2 separate regions of the Macaca mulatta genome follow, and region 2 is linked to region 1. The links are chromatin contacts, called in public Hi-C maps. All regions are on one chromosome and are shown on one strand. Each heading gives the region's core, a stretch centred on a gene start, on an enhancer-like site or on the middle of the called end of the contact. The rest is flanking DNA. Distances are from core to core; before and after follow the strand shown. Region 1 overlaps KCNK10 (potassium two pore domain channel subfamily K member 10). Region 2 has its middle 6.1 kb from the start of SPATA7.

Region 1 (4,232 bases), core at 1,201-3,700:
TGACTCTAAGCTGAAAAATCCTCACAACTCTCAGAATTGGTGCTGGAGACTGTCACCAGGAGGCCCTGGTATCATATACTAGCATAAATATATGAACGATGTGTTTAGCCTTTCTACTAAACACAGAATGTATGGCCAGAATGTATGGCCTTTCTACATTGCCTAGATGAATTTTCTGCAAACGTACACCACATTTAGGGCAATCAGTATAGGAAATCCGTACCATGAGACTTGCATCCTCTTCATTGCACCAAGCACAGAGAGACTTTTGCTTTATACACTTCATTTTACACATGCAAAACAGAAGCCAAGAGGGGTTAAGGGACTTGCATAAAATGATGCTACTAATTAGCTGAGATTAGAATTCTGATGTAATTAATTCTCAGTCCAGTGCTTAACAATGGAAACAGCTTTTCAAGTAATTCAACAATTCACCAGCCCAAAGAAAGTTGTCAAACAAAGTCGTCTGCATCTAACAAAAGAAATCAGACTAACTCCTACTGAAAATGGGCAGTCCTCTGTCCCTTCTGCGAACGAAGACTGAAAATAAAAAATGGTCACTGGGTGATCCGTCCAGGAAAAGCTAAAGAAATGCCACCCTCCCTTGTAAAAAGGAGGTACTTTTCTAACTCCTAAGAAGGTATCTGGTATATAAAATGGGAACAGGGAAAAATAATTTGATCTATGCTTGGATATAGAAACCCTCCTAATCTCAGAGAAGCCATCTGAAAAAAAAAATACAATTTATTGATATTGTTGAAACTGTATATGAACATATTGACTTTTTCACACATGAAAGTGTCATAAGATACATTACATGAAAACTACAGGGAAAGTTTTGTCCATTTTATAAATTTCCATGTTGGATATTATAGGAGGGTTTTGTGAAGGCAGGTAAGCCCCTCTGAGAATCCAGGAACATACTTTAACTAACCTAGTTTTGTTTGCAGAAATGTATGAAAAGTTCAAAGGCCAAAAGGAGATTTCGCCATAGGTCATTAAGTCAATCTAATTGCTAGCAATGGGAGCACTATTCCTCCTCAAATATTCCTCCTCAAACGTATAATGAAATTAAAATGAATTAAATGTTTGTGAGATGCTTGTTAAGTCATAAATTAAGATGTGAATGTAATTTCAATCTAAATGAGGTTGAGGTTGGCAAAAGAGGACTGCAAGTACGTAGGAAGCTGGAGACGTTCCTGGACTTCAGGAGATGGGCAGGAGGGAAGATGGGGAAGGACAGGGGTGGATTTGTTTGATGGCAGACAAGGAGGTGTATAACAAATGCTAGATCGTGGCATCTTAATTGCATCATCTACCAGAGACTTTATCAGCAAGATAAACACTTCACCATTACTCATTGCCCAGGCTAACAAGTGTGTTCTTGGGCTGCTTCTCCCAGACATCCAAGGGTGATGCTCAGAGAATGTTTGGAGCATTTAATTATCAGGGTATTTTAGGGACTTAAGAAATGAGTGTCTTGCATGTGTATATGTGTGTAGGTGGATGAAAATATGTGTATACCCATACTTCGCTATAAAAAGAAGTGCTGTGGGTGTAAGGTTTTAGCAATATCTGTTATTCTGGATACCCATGTTTTTGCTGCCCTCTAGGTATTAAAAAAAAAAAAAGTTGCCTTAATTGAACATTTTAAATTGCAGCTTTCACAATGGAATCACAAACCATCTCATGTACCGTGTGATGATCTTCAGTTTTCTTATCTCCATTAGTCCTGTAACTGTTCACTACTGCTGAAAAGCCATAATAGTGTTTAAGAACACAGAGTCTAGGCAAAGACTGCCTGAGACACATCCCATTCCCATTGCTAAATAGCTGAGTGACCTTAGGCAAGTTTCTTAACCTCTCTGTGCATTAGGGTTTTTTTCTCTATAAAATGGAGATATGAAACCCCACCTTATCAGATTGTTTGGAAGATTAAACAAGTGTGTAAACACTTAGCACAGTGCCTGGTTAATATTCAATGCTTGTTAACAGGCCATTTTAATGTAAATGCTCAAATTTTTCCTTAGACGTAGACAGTCCCAGGTTTAATGCTTCTCTTTGCCATTGAGGAATGTTCCCTCATACGTGGCTTGAGATAATCTTTGTTTAGCTTCAGGAGTTTGCTGCTGGTTGTCTTTTCCTGGATATATTGTATACCTCATTGTCAATGACAAAAAATGTCCTCATTCTCCTTTGGTTCTTCTTGCCAACTCTGCTTTGAGCTCTCAGACAGTCTCAGCTCACAATCTTGGAAGCTTTTTTATTTGTCTTCCAATTAATTCCACCCTACTTCCAAAACCCCAGGCTCAGCCACCTCCCCATCCCATTTTTCATCATCCTTCAGAAACTGCCAAGAATTGCAGATAATGTTTGCAATGTTAGGAACCAGCTGCAGAGGGATTCTGAGAGGCACAAACCTCGCTCTCCCTGCCTCCCTGCCACTCCCCCTGCCACTTACAGTATGGAGCTGTGTTTCCACGGTGGGGTTGCTAGGCAAAATTGCATTGCTTACTTACCAGTAAGCAGAGCCGCTAGCAGAAAGCTCTGTGAGAGCCCAGATCGAACTAAGCTAATGTGTCCTTAGGCTAACAAAACTGTTATCAGGGAAGAGATGGTCTGATATGACATTTGGGTAGAACTGATAGGATGGTTGTGTACTTCTGTCTAAATCATGTTTTCACACATTGTTGATTGGTTAGACTAGAGCGCGTGTTCTTCCCTTCTCTTTACACAAACAGTATTTTGCAAAACTATCTCCCATATCTGATTGATACAAACTATAGGAATTTCTGAAGTACTCAAAACCCATCTCCTGTAGAGTTGTTCATTCAGTTGTTAAAATTATATGTGCAATTGTTCCAAAGACCAAGTAAGCTTCTAAACAGGAGGAGAGGGAGCCAGTTCTAAGAGCTCTCTTTTGAGAGCTTATGGACTGACAATTTGGGAAGTGTTTACTTGTTTCAGGCCTCAGAGGGCTAAGCCACATGTCCAATTCTCATTAAGCATAATTCTCCGCCTGTTTTTGTTTACTTCCACAATGTTATTTTGGAGAGCATGTATATTTCCATTCATTTGTGGGCTATTTTTTTCATTTAATTTTTACCCACTCTTTAATCCCCATTGTTTGCATCTTTATGTAATTTCTTAGAATTCTGAGATTAACAATTCAGATTGTTTTGTCTGGCTGGGAAATTACTTATTCGTTGTGATTTCTAGCCAGGATGTCGGGGATTTTACTCAAGAATAAAGACACTGCAGTAAAAATCCTAAGGCAGAAGCTAAACATGCAGAGCTCGATTTATGGCTTGGTTTGTTGAAATGCAAACACATCACCATAGTAATACAACTGAACTGAGGATAATTTCTCAAAATGGAAAAATAATGGGAACTGCCTAGTAAGAGGACTGACTTCATTTTCTTATAACATGTTTTCTTCCAAGATTTATTTTAGAAGGTTCACTTACAACTAATAATTTCAAAATCACAATGAATGGCCTTGTGGCACTAGCAATTCTATAAACTATGAGTAGAGCTTTTAAACATCTTTGCCTAAAATCTCCATGGTAGAGATGCCATAAGCACACATTAGTGAGAATAGTGAAGTGAAACCTTCATGAAGCCTACTGAAAAAGTCCCACTCAAAAGCTGAATACACAAATGGATCATATCTACACACACAAAGAAAGTTTATCTCCAGCTTCTGACTCTGAGTCATGTTGCATGACACCTATGACAGACTGGCCAGTTCAGTACTCTGCTGGTTTCACAATGCAAAGTTTTTGAAAAAGATGTTGGTATATACGGGTAAATTGTTTTTATCACTAGACTACCAATATAGGTGCATCTGGGATGGGAAAAAAAGAAAATTCACAAATAATAAAAACTCAGGCCAGGCGTGGTGGCTCACGCCTGTAATCCCAGCTCTTCGGAAGGCTAAGTTCAGGAGTTCAAGACCTGCCTGGCCAACATGGGGAAACCCCATCTCTACTAAAAAATACAAAAATTAGCTGGGCATGTTGGCAGATGCCTGTAATCCCAGCTACTTAGGAGGCTGAGGCAGGGAGAATTGCTTGAACCTGGGAGGTGGAGGTTGCAGTGAGCCAAGATTGCGCCATTGCACTCCAGCCTGGGCAACAGAGAGAAACTCCATCTTAAAAAAAAAAAAAAAAAATCAACTGTTCCACTGTAAGAAGACTTTAATTAAAATTTTCGAAAGTTTTCTATTCTGA
Region 2 (4,232 bases), core at 1,133-3,632, 180 kb after region 1:
GCCTTATTTATTCTTTCTAACTATTTTTTGTACTCATTAACCATCCCCATTTCCCCCTCCAACCCTGTTACCCTTCCCAGTCTCTGGTAACCATCGTTATACTCTCTGTCTCCATGAGTTCAATTGTTTTGATTTTTAAATCACAAATAAGTGAAAATATATGAAGTTTGTCTTTCCATGCCTGGCGTATTTCAGTTAATATAATGACGTCCAGTTCTATCCACGTTGTTGCAAATAACAAAATCTCATTCCTTTTTATGACTGAATAGTACTGCATTGTGTATATGTACGTTTTCTTTATCCAGTCATCTTGTCGTTGTTGTTGTTGAGACAGAGTCTCGCTCCGTCACCCAGGCTGGAGTACAGGAGCGCGATCTCGGTTCACTGCAACCTCTGCCTTCTGGGTTCAAGCGATTCTCCTGCCTCAGCCTCCTGAGTAGCTGGGATTATAGGCACTGCCAACACGCACAGCTAATTTGTGTGTGTGTGTGTGTGTGTGTGTGTGTGTGTGTGTGTATTTTTAGTAGAGACAGGGTTTCACCATGTTGATCAGGTTGGTTTTGAACTCCTGACCTCAAGTGATCTGCCCACCTAGGACTGCAAAGTGCTAGGATTACAAGCATGAGCCACCATGCCCGGCCTATCCATTCATCTTTTGATGGACACTTAAGTTGCTTCCAAATCTTGGCTATGGTACATAGTACTGCAACAAACTTCAGAGTGCAGATATCTCTTCAATATTCTGATTTCCCTTCTTTTGGGTATATACGCTGCAGTTGGATTGCTGATTTATATGGTAGCAGTATTTTTAGTTTTTTGATGAATGTCCAAACTGTTCTCCATAGAGGCTGTACTAATTTACATTCCCACCAACAAGGTACAGATGTTCCCTTTACTCCACCTCCTTGCCAGCATACGTCACTGCCTGTCTTTCAGATAAAAGCCATTTTAACTGAGGCAAGATGATAGCTCATTGTAATTTTGACTTGCATTTCTCTGAGGATTTATGTATCTGTTGTATGTTTTTTGATTTGAGGTTACCATGAGGCTTGCAAATACTATCTTGTATTTATTATCATTAATTATTTTAAGCTAATAACAACTTAACACAGCTTGCATAAACAAACAAGCAAAAAAAACACAAAACAATAAAAATTCTACACTTTAACTTCATCCCCCAGCTTTTTAACTTTTTGTTGTATCTATTTATATCTTATTGCACAGTCTATGTCTTCGAAAGTTGTAATTATTATTTTTGATTTCATCTTTTAGTCTTTCTACTTTAGGGTACTTTACACTCTACAGTTACAGTGTCATAATTTTCTGTGTTTTCCTGTATATTGACTACTACCAGTGAGTTTTGTACCTTCAGATGATTTCTTATTGCTCACTAATGCCCATTTCTTTCTGATTGAGGTACTCTCTTTAGGGGAGTACTTGTAAGACAAGTCTTGTGTTAATGAAATCCTTCAGCTTTTGTTTATCTGGCAAGGTCTTTATTTCTCCTTCATGTCTAAAGAATATTTTCACTAGATATATGATTCTGGGGTAAAAGTTTTTTTTTCTTCAGCACTTTAAATATGTCATGCCACTCTCTCCTGGCCCGTAAGGTTTCCACTGAAAAGTTGGCTGCCAGATGTATTAGAGCTCTAGTGTATGTTACTTGTTTCTTTTTCTTGCTGCTTTTAGGATTCTTTCTTTATCCTTGACCTTTAGGGGTTTGATTATTATATGCCTTGAAGTAGTTTTCTTTGGATTAAATCTGCTTGGTGTTCTGTGGCCTTCTTGTACCTTGTACTTGGATAGTGACATCTTTCTCTAGGTTTCGAAAGTTCTCTTTTATTATTTCTTTGAATAAACTTTCTATCCCTATCTCTTTTTCTACCTCATCTTTAAGGCCAATAACTCTTAGATTTTCCCTTTTGAGGCTATTTTATAGATCTTGTAAGCATGTTTCATTATTTTTTATTCTTTTTTCTTTTGTCTCCTCTGACTGTGTATTTTCAAATTGCCTGTCTTCAAGCTCTGTAATTCTTTCTTCTGCTTGATCAATTCTGCTGTTAAGATACTCTGATTCTTCATCAGCTGTGTAGCCTGGGGTTGGTGAGGGGGGACAAACGGGGAGGGGTGCAAGCATGCTCTTAGCTTCCCCAGCTGGTGTCCTAATAGGTCATATGTCCCACCCTCCAACCCAATCTACTGGCTCTGCGCCCAGCTCAACACTAGGACTTGCTTAGGAATTGAAGTTCTTGTGACCTAAACTGCCCCTCAAGTTCACTTAGGGCCCCAGTGCCTCCAGCCCACAGTGACAAGGCTTGCCAGAACTCAAGCTCCAACTGCTGAAATGGACAATTACCCTCTGCCTTGGGCCGGTCCAAATGCCCCCTCCATGGGCAGGCATCAGCTGAGTACAGCTCAGTTCGCCTTCTGCTGTGTTGGGGCAGCACTGAGTCTAATGCAAAGCCTCATGATCGCTGTGCTCCCCCTCTCTGAAGCACAGAGACTGTCTGTACCAGGCAGCTGCTGCTGGGGAATGGGGGAGGAGAGAGGGGTAGCATCAGCAATTTAAGACTGTCTTTCCTACCCTCTTTGGTGCCTCTTTCAGTGATGTGAAATCAAAGCCAGGCACTGAGAGTGCTCTCTTGATTTTTCATTCCTAGGAAGGTTACTCCCTTTGTGTAGACAGTTGTCAAGCTAGGTGTTCCTGAGAAGGGATGACTGGTGGAGCCTTCTATTCAGCTATCTCACTCCACCCCTCCCCTGGAGTCACTTTTTAAAATGTTTGTCAGTTGCACATTACATATTGCTTGAATAAGATTTGTAAGTAATACTGCCTTGGCATGGCTGCTTTCCTCACAGGGATGGAGCTTAAAACTTTCCTAAAGCCCCCTCTAGTGACAAACAGCAAATTAATCCATTATTTCATAACATGCTAATACCCCCAAGCTCTAAAGTTCCATTTCCTCATTCAGTTATTAGATGAATCAATTGCTACATTATTTCAATTAGAGAATGACTGAGAAATAGTTAATAGTTCAAATTCTTAAGCATTCTTAAGTCCCCAAAACCTAAGCAATTTTGTTTTGAGATTGAGGTTAGCACAGTGCACATTCAAGTCTATAATTTTACTCTGCCCTCATACATATAAGTTTTTAAAATTCCCTAAATTTCCTTCATTTTTGTCTTTCAGGAACTTTAAGGATTAAAATATGTTTGCAATAACTCAACAAATAGAAAAATGTTGTTTTGATCTTTGACTTCTTGTTGTTTTCACTGTATTTACTGGAACATTTTCTAAACACAGAAATATAAATTCCAGGAATCCTCTGAATTATGAAACTAGGGGTCATTCATAAAGACATGGATTAAATGTATAACAATAACATAATATTTAAAATAATAATATATAATAAAACAGAATAAACAATAAACTATATATTATTTGCATAACTATAGGTTATGGTATTAAAATATATAGTTTATTTCATTTATATAAAATTGAAATATATATTTTCAATTATATAAAAGCCCATTTCCAAAGGGCTTAAAGCTCTTCCAATAAGACAGGTCTAATTGAACCATTAAAAGAAGAGTAGAAGAATGGAAGTCATATTCCTAATAAAGGGAATTAAAGAGATAAATTTTTAAAAGTCCATGAATATTTATTTGCAACTGAGCACAAATCTTAGTTTTGAGGTTCCAGTAAGCTAATACTAAAAAAGAAACCCAATAATTGGCTAGTTCATGCAAATTCATTAAGGGAAACAAAGTATTTCCGTCTAAAATACACATATGGGTCAGGCACAGTGACTCACGCCTGTATTCCCAGAACTTTAGGAGGCTGAGGCAGGGGGATCACTTCAGGCCTGGAGTTTCAGTTTCAGAACAGCCTGGCCAACACAGCGAAACCCTGTCTCTACTAAAAATACAAAAATTATCCAGGTGCGGTGACTCACCCCTGTAATCCAGCACTTTGGGAGGCCAAGGCAGGCGGATTGCGTGTGCTCAGGAGTTCAAGACAGCCTGAGCAACACGGTGAAACCCCATCTCTGGTAAAATACAAAAGAAATTAGCCGGACGCGGTGGCATGCACCTGTAGTCCCAGCTACTTAGGAGGCTGAGGCAAGAGGACTGCTTGAACCCGGGAGGTGGAGGGTGCAGTGAGTCGAGATCATACCACTGCACTCCAGCCTGAGCAACAGAGCAAGATTCCGTCTCTATGAAAAAACAAA

Evidence for each region. Hi-C and Micro-C count contacts between places; a contact is called where the count stands out from the background.
Region 2: a Hi-C map of fetal cortical plate shows a contact between it and region 1, with 2.9 times the contacts expected there. The contact joins two enhancer-like sites. A contact is called at or near these places in 2 of 14 Hi-C or Micro-C datasets (fetal cortex germinal zone and fetal cortical plate).

The regions. Positions count from the first base shown.
Region 1 is chr7:161,430,126-161,434,357 of T2T-MMU8v2.0, forward strand. All of the region lies in intron 4 of KCNK10 (potassium two pore domain channel subfamily K member 10), which reads right to left. Among named protein-coding and RNA genes, the nearest start is that of KCNK10, 130 kb to the right of the region's middle. Within about 2 kb of position 2,451, at least 9 of the 40 cell types and tissues checked have an H3K27ac peak or open chromatin away from gene starts, as enhancers often do. A contact at or near this core is called in fetal cortical plate, where this site is marked.
Region 2 is chr7:161,606,914-161,611,145 of T2T-MMU8v2.0, forward strand. No RefSeq gene overlaps it. Among named protein-coding and RNA genes, the nearest start is that of SPATA7, 6.1 kb to the right of the region's middle. Within about 2 kb of position 2,383, at least 5 of the 40 cell types and tissues checked have an H3K27ac peak or open chromatin away from gene starts, as enhancers often do. A contact at or near this core is called in fetal cortical plate, where this site is marked.